Linked DNA regions of Danio rerio: region 1 is linked to region 2. Evidence: chromatin contacts called from public HiChIP or PLAC-seq data. All regions are on one chromosome and are shown on one strand. The core of a region is the stretch at or near the end of the contact, and the rest is flanking DNA. Distances in the headings are between cores, read along the strand shown.

Evidence for each region. HiChIP or PLAC-seq counts read pairs in DNA pulled down with a chosen protein or histone mark.
Region 1: an H3K4me3 HiChIP or PLAC-seq map of embryo shows a contact between it and region 2, with 7 times the contacts expected there. The contact joins the promoter of csnk1g1 here to the promoter of chrna7a in region 2. A contact is called at or near these places in 1 of 18 Hi-C or Micro-C datasets (caudal fin) and 1 of 4 datasets of contacts at active chromatin or transcription factors (embryo).

The regions. Positions count from the first base shown.
Region 1 is chr7:69,171,029-69,178,786 of GRCz12tu, reverse strand. It overlaps csnk1g1 (casein kinase 1, gamma 1), which reads left to right and starts at 6,227. Exons shown (of 12, transcript NM_001008635.1): 1 at 6,227-6,376. It overlaps pacsin3 (protein kinase C and casein kinase substrate in neurons 3), which reads right to left and starts at 1,369. Exons shown (of 11, transcript NM_200989.1): 1 at 1,225-1,369.
Region 2 is chr7:68,619,548-68,626,599 of GRCz12tu, reverse strand. chrna7a (cholinergic receptor, nicotinic, alpha 7a (neuronal)) reads left to right here and starts at 2,826. Exons shown (of 10, transcript NM_201219.2): 1 at 2,826-2,987. The coding sequence starts at 2,933.

The DNA of each region.
Region 1 (7,758 bases), core at 4,978-7,477, 550 kb before region 2:
GATAGCAACATTTTGACTAACCTAAGGGTAAATAAATGAACCATAAAACCAACTCCAGGTGCTTGATTTCAGATATGAAAAATAAGAGGATTTGTTTTAATTTTACCAAAGTAGCTCCAGAAAAATAAGCTAACATGCCATTAGCGTTCATCCACAATCTGGACTAAGTAGACAAAACAAATGATTTCTTATGAACCTTGATCCTGTCTGACACGGTGACCACAAACTCCAGATACACAGAAATAAAAGATTAAATATTATGCAACTGTATTTCGGGTTTCTTTTAAAATATAGTTTTAATGATTGTTTTTAAAACAAACAGATTTAACCTTTCATTGTTGTTATATTTAGGCCACATAGACTTATTTTTACCACATATTTTGCACATTTTAATGTTGTGCATTATGCTTATAAGTAGCATGTATGATGAATACATAGCTATATTAATAAAAGTTTCAATATTTTTCAACTAGTATATAAAGGATACAAAAATGTAATCAAAAAGTAAAAGAAAACTAAACATAATATCAAATAAAACATATGAAATGTGTTGAAAATGAAATTATTTATTTTCAAGTGTATGCTCACGTTTTTGTTATGTTATGTTTTTTTATTTTCTTACTGTTGTGCATTATGCATATAAGTAGTATGCATGATGAATACATAGCTATATTAATAAAAGTTTAAATATTTTTGAACTAGTATCTAAAGGATGCAAAAATTTTATTAGAAATTTGAAGAAAAATAAACATAATATGATATAAATCATAGTTCAAAGTGTGTTGGAAATGAACGTGGGTTTTCTCAAGAGTATTTTTACGGTTTTTTGTTATGTTTTGTCTAATTTACCATGTTGTGACCCATCTTTAACGGACCACAAATGTATGTTTCAGTTAGAATACAAGTAATATTGTGAGTCTGCAGACATGAGCTCCCTTTCTTCAAATAGCAAAGAGTGAAACCTCATCAAATTTCAAGGGATTTCTATGCCTGGAGTGTCAAAGGAAACGGATGTCGGACGAACTTCGGATGGCACACAACAGGCATACACATATTTTGTTAGATAAACACGTTACAAAACATACTGCTAAACACGTTTGTCCCCTTTATTGTGCTCTCATGTTATACAAATGAAACCATTCACATACAAACTAGAGGCAAACACGCACCAGCTTAACGTTAACAGCCATCGAGATAACGTAACCGATTGAAACATCGACTTACTTTGTTGTTTTGATCGTATCCAAAGGGGAAAAACAGTTAGCTAGTCTTGTCCCGCGTCGTCAAACTCTCTGTGCGTTGTGAAAAGCGGTTTATCTCCGGCACATTGACATGCAGACCGCGTTCAGAGCGAGAAAAGCGCCCATGTGAATAAAGTTGACACCGCTCAGACACCGTCCCGTCCTGCCATGGCAACCGAGCGACGAAATAATATCTCCCGTAAACATTTACCAGGAGGCAGGATCACGGAGAAACACTTTTCAACAGGTTGTTTTTGGAAAACAGGCCCATGGTCAACAGGAAACCATCGCGTTTATTCCAGAAGTTGCAGGCGTGTATGAGGAGTCCTTCGAGGATGAAATTAGATGCTGGGGCTTCGCATTATGTCCATTGATCCAATTACAAGAGTTAACCCTTTCGAGAACAAGCGGCGGAATAGTTTCGTTTTTGTACTTGTATGGATTTATACACATCCATTTTTGGGTCCTAAGTGAACATTGTGCCATTAAAGTGTGATTGTTGAAGTATTACGATAAAATAATTTAATATTTGAGAGTGTGACCGCCACTCAATTTTTAATATAAACAACAGCGCCATCTGTGGGATATATTGTTTAGATTTTTCTGTTATAAAATCTGGATAACTGTTCACCCAAAACTGAAATCTTCTCACCTTTTACTTGTTCCAAACATGTTTTTGAACACTATAGAAAATATTTCAAGAAAACTTGAAACCTGTAACCATTGACTTTGATTTGTTTGCCCTTCTATGGAAGTCAAAGTTTTCAGCTTTCTTCGAAGTGTCTTCTTTTGTGTTTAACAGAATAAAGTAACTCATAATGGTTTGGAAGCACTTGAGGAAGATTACATTTCTGTAAAGTACTATCCCTTTAATGTCATTTAGCTTTGAAAGATGTCTATTGTTTATTCAGCATCACATATTTTTTATTCATTCATTCATTCATTTTCTTTTCGGATTAGTCCCTTTATTAACCAGGGGTTGATTCAAAGAGGAATGAACTGCCAACTTATGCAGGATATGTTTTAAGCAGGAAATGCCCTTCCAGTTGCAACCCAACACTGGGAAACACTCACACACTCTTGCATTCACACACGTACACTACGGACAATTCAGCTTATTCAATTCATCTACAGCACATGTCTTTGGACTGTGGGAGAAACCACAGCACCCAGAGGAAACCCACGCTAACACGGGGAGAACATGCAAACTCCACACAGAAATGTCAACTGAAGCAGCCGGGGCTCAAACCAGTGGCAATCTTGCTGTGAGGCGATCGTGCTACCCACTGCGCCACCGTGACGCCCCATACATTTTAATATAAATTTAAATAATAATACGTCATTAAGGCAATAATTATTGAGAGAATGATTTTTTTTTTGTAATTGATGATTTAATATACACAAATATGAATATTTTCCTTCCCTGGCAAATCAAAATGCCTGTAATAGATGAATTTTATAACAAATAAAAAACATTTGAAAGAAAACAAATAAATTATTCAATAAATTTTCATCAAAAACAGAGCGTAAAGCTCCCCGACAACACTAAAACACATTTGACTTTTTTTCTGTTGAACACTAAAGAAATTTTTTTAAAGAAATATGAAAACCTGTAACCATTGACTTTGGTTTGTTTTTCCTACTATGGAAGTCAATGGTTACAGGTTTTCAGCTTTCTTCAAAGTATTGTCTTTTTTGCTCAACAGATAAAATAAACTCATGAGGGTTTAGAACCCCTGGAGGATGAGTAAATGGTGAGTAAATTTTATCTTCATAGAGTAAATTTTATCTTTATTTTTGGTACTATCCCTTTAATGTCATTTAGCTTTGGAAGATGCCTGTTGTTCTGTTGTTTATTCAGCGTCCCATATATTTAAATTTATATAGATAGACGGATGGATGGATGGATGGATGGATGGGTGGAAGGACGGACGAAAGGACGGACAGATAGATAGATAGATAGATAGATAGATAGATAGATAGATAGATAGATAGATAGATAGATAGATAGATAGATAGATAGATAGATAGATAGATAGATGTATTATTTACCTTAATTTAGCAATTATCTATATCTAAATTTTAACTATTAGTTCCCTTACAAACTTCAACACGTTATATAAATGATTACAAATAATAAAATTATATAAATTAAACAGTAAACAACCTATAATGCCTAGCCTCTATATAAATGAAGGTTTATATGAACAAATGAATGAATAAATGAATAATTGAATGAATGAATAAGATTAAAAATCAATACAAGACTAAAAAAAAAACATATTGTCCAAGGTATAAAAATGAATAGCAAATAATTATGTTCAACTTGGTGTTAAAATACTACATTAATTAACAACTAACCTTTGGCACTGCAAGTTTTAAATAAACGTTGTCATTACATGTGTTGCTTTATTTAAAATTCAAAACAAACCAGCAGGGGGTGCTACACACAACAATATAATTCTGTAGAGCAGCTTGTGTTAATCACCAATAAAAGTCTGTTAAATCTTGGTCTCTTCATTTACTTATTATGTTAATTTGTTTAATCGATAAATACAGCAAAACAGTGCTGCTCACAACAAGAGAAAAGTTGCTTAGAAAAGCTTCCATTCTTTAAATGTTACGTTAATTAAAACAATTTAATAATAATTAATTGTACTTGAGTAAAGACAAGATATCCTAATTAAATGCCCTGCATTAAATAAAAATGGCAAATGATTTGATAAAGCCTCCATTTACAATATGTACAAACTTGTACAAACACTTCTGCTTTAATGTTTCAGCTAACATTAGTTTAAATGCAGTGTCAAAATATAGATGAGATAATGTCATTTTGTCAATTCATTCATTAATTCATTTTCGTTTTTCAGCTTAGTTCCCTTAATAATCTTGGGTCGCCACAGTGGAATGAACCGCCAACTTATCCAGTGTGTGTTTTAGGCAATGGATGCCCTTCCAGCTGCAACCCATCTCTAGGAAACATAAACATTCATTTACACTCGTACACTACGGACAACTTAGCCTACCCAATTCACCTGTACCGTATGTTTTTGAACTGTGGGGGAAACCGGAACACCCGGAAGAACGCTGGGAGAACATGCAAACTCCACACAGAAACGCCAACTGACCCAGCCGAGGCTCAAACCAGCAACCTTGTTGCTGTGAGGCGACAGCACTACCTACTGCGTCACTGCGTCGCCCATTTTTTCAACTAGTGTAACAGAAATACCCTATTAATGTAAAAAAGATTACTAAATTAATTTAAGAAGATAGTGGTAATTTTTACGAGTGAACATGCTGTTTCTTTATTTGTCCTGAAAACAGTGTTTATTTACTACCCTACGGGGGAAAAAAAGCTTAAACAAGGCTGGTTGGCTGGTTTTAGCTGGTCAGGCTGGAAAATGATCAGCTAAAACCAGCTTGACTAGCCTGGCTAGGTTTTAGCTGGTCATTTCCTAGTCTGACCATCTATAGATCAGGCTGGAAATGGCTGGATACCAGCCTGGAAATGGCCAAACGCACTCTAAAACCAGGCTGGTCAACCAGCTTAAACCAGTCTAAGTTAGCTACTTTTTTTTCAGCAGGTCATATAATATGTTTTTATTTTGGATTATTTTCCATGCAGGTCCTAAATCAGAATGGCTAAAAAACAAATGATGGTTTATTTAAACGTTATGAGTTAGGCTATATTGTGATTTGTCATGAAGGTTTGCCTCAAGTTACATTCTTTCAGACAATTGCAGAAATTATATTATCAAATTTCATTTGAGCTCTTAAAGCAGTGATTCATAATGAAAATTCTGTCATCATTTAGGCCTACTTGCCCTTCACTTCCTTCAAATATGTTTGTTTCTTCTGTTCAACAGAAAGAAAAAAAAAGATATTTTGAGGGAAAAAACATTGACTTCAGTATGGATATCAATGGTTACAGATTTTCAGCTTTCCCCAAAATGTATTAGTTTGTGTTCAAACAACAGGTTTGAAGCCACATGAGGGTAATTAAAAACAGATTATTTTCATTTTAGGTTGAATTAATGTTATCCTTAGTTGGAGTAAATGGCTAACTTGTGGGTTTTCATCCTGTTAGCATATTATTGACATTGTGTGAATAAATAAAAACTGCTTTATATATTGAAGCAAAAATATTAGTAGTGTATAATTAGTATGTATGTCCAACAATCCGGTATACCATATAAACACAAAAGAAGAAATTTTGAGAAAACTTGTAAACATATGTTTATATATTTAATGTATGTCAATGGTTACAGGTTTTAAGCTTTCCTCAAAATTTATTCGTTTGTGTTCAGTAGATGAAAGAAACATAAAGGTATGGAACCACATGAGGGTGATTAAAAGTAATTACATTTTTGTTTTACGTTATCGTAGCTTAAATGGCGAACTTGTAGTTTTTTTAAATTAATTTTTTTTGACATAAATAAAAACCTTTTTTTTATTTAAAACAGCACAAATACTTCAGCATATGTCCAACAATCCGGTTTACCATTTTGTATAAACACAAAAGAAGATATTTTGAGGAAAGAAACTTATGTAAACATATGTAACACTATGTATCTCAATGGTTACAGGGTTTCAGCTTTCCTCAAAATTTGTTTGTGTTCAATAGATGAAAGAAACATTAAGGTTTGGAACATTATAAGTGTAATTAAAAGTGATTAAATTTTTATTTTACGTTATCGTTAGTTGAATGCTAACTTGTAGGTTTTCATCCTGTTAGCATATTTTTTACATTGCGTAAATAAATAAATAAATAAATACTGTTTTATTTAATACAGCACAAATACTTCAGCATATGTCCAACAACCCGGTATACCGTTTTATATAAATACTTTCACAAATGTCATACCAGCTGTAAAGGTTACAGCGTTCAAAATGCGTAACCCCAGTATAGTACAGGGACTTTTGTTTTGAAATCTCCTTAGAGTCCGAGAGCGGAAGTCATTGGCGACAGCGAAAGGTTCACGTTACTTGCAGGAACACTAAAGAAAGGAGGAAAAGCGGGTAGCGGGATATCACCACTGAATTTATTGAGAAAAGGTGTCACACAATCTCCAGACGCTGGTATCTCAGTATTCATCCTCCCCCCCTCGAAGCCCCCGGCGAAGTTCATCGTGGAAGTGAGTGAAAGAAATAAGGCTGCTATAGCTAACGAGCTAAAGGTGTTTGTCAGGGCTGTTAGCTCCAGTACTTGTAGACGGCTAATCCTGCTCGTAATTAATGCTAGTCTTGACTGATCGATTGAGGCTGTGATCTGGGGTCAGTGTTTGAACAATAACTGCGCATCACGACTTGCCCTGTGGCTCGTGTTCGCGACAGAAAACGGAGAACTTCACGTCTCTGTCCGCTGTTTGGATGTGATATCCATCGATAACCGGCTAGCTCGATCGATTATCAAGAAAGCAGTTTGATATATTGGTGCTATAGACAGCTGGCAGGTGGTTTGTGAAATATCGTCTTCCTCCTTCCTGTTCAGGGATGAAAAAAACATTGAACATTCTGGCCCGCAGGAGGAAAGCTCATTCAATGTCGTGAGGAGGCATTATTTATTTATTTATTTAGTGTGTTTTTTTATTTACGTTTATGTCCTTGTTTTTAATATACAGGAGTAGGGGTTGTTTAATGTTTAAACAGGCTTTAATTCACAATATCTTGGTTTTAATGTTGTTTAATGTTTCCTATTATTTAAAAATGCTTTTGTCTGGGGGTCAATCACAGACACATCTGAGGTCTGAAAGATTTCAAGGGCTTGTTCACTTATACATTCAAATTTGATCAGGTTTGATTGTTCTGTCGAGCACAGGGATCTGAATAACATCCTTGGCATTCACTCGTCATTGCATTTATTTGTGGTTGTAATCTGTTTGGGTTTTTGCTGAAAAAAAGGCATGCACATTGGCTTAACATGAGGTTGAGATAAGTATGTAGGCTAATATTTATTTTCCAGGCTTCTTTTTTTTTTTTTTTTTTTTTTTTAAGCGTTTGCTTAAATGTAAGTGTCCATGTAACTACTCGTTACATTTGATTTGTAGGCCCTGAATTATGAACATGTAATGCGTTGGTGATTCTTTATCAATTAAACGTGTTAGATTTTATTAATTGCCTCACTAAAAATTTACATTTGGCTTGTAACAGGTGGTTCCTGTAGTTTGACTTTATTCATGACTTTTATGAAAATTTTCAGTATTTGGGAAAAAATATGTAGAGGAACAATATTGTTGGAATCACTGTCAATTTGTTTTCGGGGAATTAACAGATGTGCAACGCTGATAAAATATGTAAATTCATATATTTTTTTAAATCAATAATGAATGTTACGGCATGTTGGTGAGTGATTCTATGCATGTACCTTGGCTTCTTTAGTCATAAACAATCATAAAGAAATATTAATTAACCACCAGTTGTGATATGTGTGTGTATATATATATATATATATATATATATATATATATATATATATATATATATATATATATATATATATATATATTAAGGGTGTCAC
Region 2 (7,052 bases), core at 1,577-4,076:
TTGTAATCTGGTGCAGCTTAAGTAACTAATGATGTAACACATTACTTTTTCATTTGCAAAACAATATGTTACTTTATATTTTTCATGGGATTCAGAAAGTTTTGTTTTTTGTACATAAAATTAATGAATTAAAAAAAAAATTATATATATAAATATATATAATATGTAATAAATATACATAATTTATTTTTTTTTTTAAAACAAGCCAGCCTAGCCTAAATAAAATATAAAGTAATGCAAAAGTTGTGTAGACCACTACTGTCTTTAAAAAGTAAAATTTTGTTACTTTTTAAAAAGAAGTAACATAATATATTTCATTTAAAAATTACTTTCCCAAAACTGGTCTGGAAAATCTACTGTACACAGGGCGAGATGATTTAACAGACTCATCATCTCTCTATCTTATTATACAGGACTATAAAAGCAGATGCAACATCAACTCTACTCTTCTGAGTTGGATCCTCCAGAGTTTCATCCACTCACTTCTCTGCCTGTTCTAGAATGACCCTGGCCATATTTAGGCATGGATTTACACTGATCTTTCAGCATCAGGCTCCTATGCCTGCTTTCCTTGTGAGGACAAGTATTTCAAGTTTTGGCATCTGTGAGGTTTAGTGTCTGATGAAGATCCCCAGAAATTACTTTACGTCAGTACACATAAAAGTGTAAAGCCTGCACAAACAGCCTACAATAAGTGTGGAATGTTATTGAGTATCACTAACTAAATTTTGCACAATATTTTTAAATGGAACAACGTCGAACAATATGTTCTTTTAAAACCATGTATTTTCTTTTTCACTTTTATGTTAAGCATTTTATTACCTTTGTGCTTGAAATTTGTTTTATATTCCCAAACCTGCCTTAACGCTCATATAAAAAAAAAAAAACTTCATCGTGTGGATTTGCTTAGAATTCTTAAGACAAAAAAAGTCTTCCAAAAGCTTTAATTGGCTTATATCATCTTAGACCCATTTTGTTGGCCATTTGCCAATCTTGTTTTGTGTTATTGATGAAAAAAAGAGATGGTTAATTCACTATATTAGCTCAGTATACAGTAGATGTTTTAAAAATGGCCACGGAGTAAAATGGCTTGCCTTAAAGGGACTTTGTTTATACTCATTTTACTGCCAATCGGTCTGGATTTTTAGAAATACCCACCAAACAAAACAATACATATCTCAAACTACCATGTTCACCCTTGCACACAGTTTTCAGGAAACATTGCATTTAACCCATGACACAACAGAAAAATATTGCACACAAATTTTAGTTTGAATTTGCGCCAGTTATCTTGATTAAAAGACCCAGGATCTGCCAAAGTAATGTAGACTGGTTTCATGGGTTCACACACAGACATTTGACTAAATAAAATATAAGTATTCGGCAAGCTGTCCGGGGAGAGGGCTCTGAGCTCGGAAGACACCCTAACTTGTGGTATTCCTCTTATCAGGATAGAGAGAGATAGGGTCTGAGCGCAGTGTCTAGCCCGGCTTCAGAACACTCCTCCCTCAGATTTAAATAGGTATCAGGTTTAATAATGTGGAGTTGGGGTGGTGAAGGGATGCTAAAGTCAAGAGAAAATGGAGGTATGACGTCTTTAACTATTTGTAGGGGTTTGGTCTTGAGCTGATTGGATAATAGAATGATTGTGATGAATTAGCCTCGTCAAATACGGATCGTGCTCCTCCCGAAATTTGTTTATAAAACATCACTAAGTGAGGTACGAAGAACAAACCCCTGCTACATGAAAATATTTTATCACCATTATTTTAAAACCTTAATTCATGTCTATTTATACTGTATGACTAATCTCCGTGAGCAAAAAAAACAAACAACCAATAAACAACCATAAAAAAAAAGAACGGAGTGCACCTTTAAGACATCTGTTTCGCAATGTGCTGAGCAGCAAGTTGCAGAGCTGAATCTATCTGGCTGGATGCTCAGTGCAGTGGGGCATTTGCCAAGTCTCTCCTCCTATATCTCCCACCCAAATCATGCAGCATGGGGAAGGAAGTCAAAGCATAATGCCTAAAGGATGAAACACTGTTGCACTGAAGTTGCCAGGAAAAGTATTAATTGGATAACCACGATCAAAGTCATGCATAACTATAATTAGTGTTTGTAAGCATTAATGAAAAACTAAAGTTCAGACACTGTACTAAATTAAAGGTATAGTTCACCCAAAATTAAAACTCTATGATTATTCACTCACATTTTGCCTGTTTCAAACCTGTTTAAATGTATTTTTTCTCGTTTAAACACAAAATAAGTTACTGTGAAAAATATTGGGAACCTGTAACCATTGACTTCCATAGTATTTATAGGAAGTCTACGGTTAGAGGTTTTCTTCTTTCTTTAAAATATCTTAAAGTTTAGCAGAAGAAAGAAATACATAAAGGTTTGAAACCACATGAGAGTGAGTAAACGCTTAGTATTTTCATTTTTGGGTGAACTATCCCCATTCCACATAGGATTTTTTTTTACTTAGTTCAGTCCTAGGAGAAAGAACAAATTTCTGGTATACATTTGGCACACTAAGATGATAATCAATATGCTAAATTTCTTTTTGAATGTATTTTTAGTTTTAATTTATTCCTTTTATGACTTGATTGCTATTGAAATCCTTTACCAGTCATCCACATCACATTGGAAAAACCATTAGCATTCCTTTCGGACGTTGTGCTAGAGTAAAATTAATTTAAAAGCAATATATCAATGGTAGCAAGATAAACCATAAAAGTGAGAGTGGAGAGAGAGGGAAAGAGAGCGAGAGAGAGGGGGGGCAGGGTTTCATGCCTTTTGTTGATGCTGCTGCATGAGACTGTATTCCCTTCTGCCCGTGGGATGCTGAGAGAGACTCTTCATAACACCAAGACCTATATCACCACACCAGCTTTTCTATTAATTTCTGCAATTTAATCTAAATAGGAAGATGGGAATTTGGGAATATACTCTTTATTTTACCACCACATGCTGCCTATGGAGAGGTAAGGAACCATTTAGACATTTGATTATGAAATATCCATGAGCTTTGCTGAATAATTGTCTTTTTAATGCTTTATCAAAGTTTCTTGCATGTCAATTCAGTGTTTTCTGATTGAAGTGTTGCATATCCGCTCAGATCTATTTCAAGTTCTGCTGTGACGTAAATGAAATTGATGTTTTGAGGCTTGTTTATATGAGGATACTAGCCAGATTAGAATTTGAGGTTAATGAGTGCGATTTGTTTTTTGTGCTGGGTCATGGCTTTAAGTTGGCAGTTTAACATTAGCAATTTTAACATATACTTTGTGGTCTAATTCTACTTTGCTCAAGAGTCAGTCTATTTGAATTCATTCTTAATTTTTTCTTTATCTTAATTTTTTTAATGGCTGTGGCTTTTATAATTATGATTTTGCTCTGTTACCAGTCCATTAATTAGTTGTCTCTGGCTGCAATCTCATTAGTGCCCCCTAAACTGAATTTGTACACTGGATGCTTTGTGTGCATTATACAGTAGTGTCTCTGATACTGTCAAGAGAGTCTGCTTCTCTAGTTTCTGAATTCATCTCTCATGAATAACAGGTGCCTTTTTGAATGAATCAAATGCCTGATGTAATCTAGAGGGCATCTTTGTGGAATTCGATTATGAATAGACTTGATCCTGAGGGAATTCGATTACAAGAACATCCCTTGTCCTGCTAGAAGAGAAAAGGCAGTGATTGAACTATGAGGGGAAAAGGCTAGAATCATTATGAATTGCCTTGTATTTGTCCAGATTAGTCTAGATAAGTTAGATGCATACTTAAAAGCATAGTTCACCCTTCAAAAAAAAAGTTAAAAAAAAATAAAAAAATTCTGTCAACAATTACGCATCCTTCACTTGTTCCAAACTTGAGTTTCTTTGTTCTGTACTGTAACTTAATAAATTAAGGTAACTCAAACTATTTAAGGAAACCGTTTGCAACAAACCATTTCAGTTCAAAAACTAATCCTAATGAGTACTGTGAACTTAATCCATTTGAGTAAACAAAGCATTTTGAGTACAGTAAAACCCAATAAATGAAGAGAACTCAAACCAACTGAGTACTGTAAAACCCAATAAGTTAAGGCAACTCAAACTGTTTGAGGAAACTGATTGCTACAAACCGTTTGGGTTAAAAACTAATCTATACGAGTACTGTGAACTTACTCCATTTAGGTTGAAGTAATAAGGTATTTAATTAACTTTATACCTCTAACACTGAGTTCAAAACTGAGTGCAATTAATTCCAAATTAATTACACTCATTTCATTTGATAGAGCTGACTGTGGTGTTTTAGAGTGTGTAAATAAATTAAGGAAAACTTTTCAACCTATTTGTTTTGAGTTATTTTAACCTATTTGAATTGTGTTAAACTTATTTTATTTGTGTTATTTCAACCAATTGTAGGTAAATAAAACCCATGAGCAAATCCTTGCTAGGTTACAAGCAATTGACTTGTGTTGGGGCAACTCAAAATAATTAAGTCACTTACTCGTTTTTACAAATTTATGTGAATTGAACAAAGTTATCCTCCAAAAACTGAATAATTGTTTTTCAGCTCATTTTAAATAAGTAGTTTGAACAAACAGCAAACTCCATTTTTGAGTGTGTCAAATCATTCTTACATTTACCTGAAACTCTTTAAAATTTTTAACTAAGTGAGGAAAAAACTCTTACAGTGTTTTCCCTTACAAAAAATACATAAGATAATTTTATTGTCAACATTTCCTCTTCATAACACAATCCCACACAATACAGGGTTGACAATTAAAGAATTATTGTTTTAGCTCATTTAAGACAGGTAGTTTGAACAAGCAGCAACAATGATTTTTTTGAGTGAAGTTATATTAAATAATGTTGGAAAGCAGCAGGCATTGGGTGCACTAAAAAAATTATGTCTGCAAAACTGTTGCAACCTATTTTTTTTGTGCTGAATTTAAATAAATAAATAGTATAAAATCAGCCCAAATAAATAGTTTACAACCAATTTGCTTTAAAAAAAAATTTTAAATTCAAGGAATCATTTTTGAATCACTTTTCAGAATGGATGGAAATATAGCTAATGCGTATAAATATTGAAAATGTGTATAAGAATCTTATGGGCACAAGTAAAATAAACATTTAAAAAAACTTTAAAACACTCCAAAAAGATATTTACAAAAAGTATTTGTTCAATTTAAAATGTGCTGAAACAACACAATTCTTGAGTTTTTTGTATAAATTATTTTGTAATTTTTTTTTTCAATCTACTTAAATTTGTAAAAACCATTAAGTTAACTTAACTGACTTGTGTTGGGACAACATGAAAGAGTTGTGTTGAACGCAACATTTTTTTAACAGCGTATGATGAAACCCATTTCCTGAATACATTTCTGCACGTGCATCGAAAAACGTAATGTGATTTTGTTTTAACAGATCATTTGATGACAAAAATAGGCACAATGGGATGACATTAACGGGCAAACCAGCAGGCTGACCACATTGCACATCTTAAATGTTGTTTTGGTCATTCTAAAGTCTCTTAGTCAAGGTTTGTTATCAAAGTGGTTTAGTATTATGACCTTAAGAACTATCTTGGCTGTGCTCCAAATAGAGTGGTCTCACACTTCTAAAAGCCACCGCATGCTAAGTGAAATTTAATTATAAACTAATTTCGAGAGGATCACGTGCTTATGATTGATCACAGCTGGTCCTGCATCAGCTCACAATTGATTCACCAATCAGATGATTTCTAACTCACTAACTCACTATAAATAAGAGTTTCTTATCTAAGTTTTTTCGTCTTGAAGAATCCCTCCCTCCACACACCCCTACTGCCCCTCCTTTTTTTAGATGGGTGACACAGCAGCCCAGTGATTAGCACTGTTGCCTCACAGCAAGAATGTCCCTGATTTAAGTCCCTACTACACCAGTTGACATTTCAGTGTGAAGTTTGCTCACTCTGAATGACGAGGTGACGCAGTGGGTAGCACAATTCCCTCACAGCAAGAAGGTCACTGGTTGGAGCCTTGGCTGGGTCAGTTGGCATTTTTGTGTGGAGTTTGCATGTTCTCCCTATGTTTGCATGGGTTTCCTCCGGGTACCCCGGTTTCCCCACAAGTACACTATATGGGAATTGGATAAGCTAAATTGGCCGTAGTGTATGTGTGTGAATGAGTGTGTATGGATGTTTTCCAGGGTCCGGTTCCTGCTGAAAGGCCATTCACTGCATAAAACATTTGCTTGATAAATTGGCGGTTTATTCCACTGTGGCAACCCCAGATTAATAAAGGGACTAAGCTGAAAATGAATAAATGAATGAGTTTGCTCATTCTCCCTGTGCTCCTGTGGGTTTTCCCCGGGTTCTCTGGTTTCCCTTAACAGTCCAAAAACACGCAACCTATATACCATAGCCAAGCTCTTAGCAAGCGTACATCTCTCCTTAGCCATCCTATGTCTGTCATTTACTAGAAAGAAGTTGGGAGAGCTCATCGTGATCTACCTGAGCTCAAACTCGCCCTGCAAATGAGAAAGAGGCCTGGGCTTAAGGATCTCATAAGCAGCTCTCTCCCTGGACAGCATGCCAAACAAGCTTTGTTATCAATCATCAGCTAAGTGGGAACTTTTATAATTGCATTGAGTCTTCATTTTTCTATAGGCTCAGGGAAGAAAAAAAAGGCACATAGTGGCTTTTCCTACTTCAGCAAATCCCTTTTTTAAAATCAGATATTCTTTATTAATTTAATTATCAATTTGGTGCCAGTTTTTCAGGAAGCATACCTGGCCTAATCTAAATTACGAACAATTGTTTTTTTGTCCATGATTGTCAAGTAGCCAGATCTTGTATGAAGCTCATCACCTTACACAACTGAAGAAATATTCAAATCGCTAAGCATGGTGCACCTTAATCTGGCAACATACATTACCACCCAGATATGCTGTTGATTTCTGCATGGGATTTGGTAGATGCAGGATTTGAACGGCGGTGGTAGCAAGTAGAAAACCACAGATGGGGACAGGGAATGACAGGAGGGTTGTTGTATTTAATTACCTATACCTGCCAACCTGA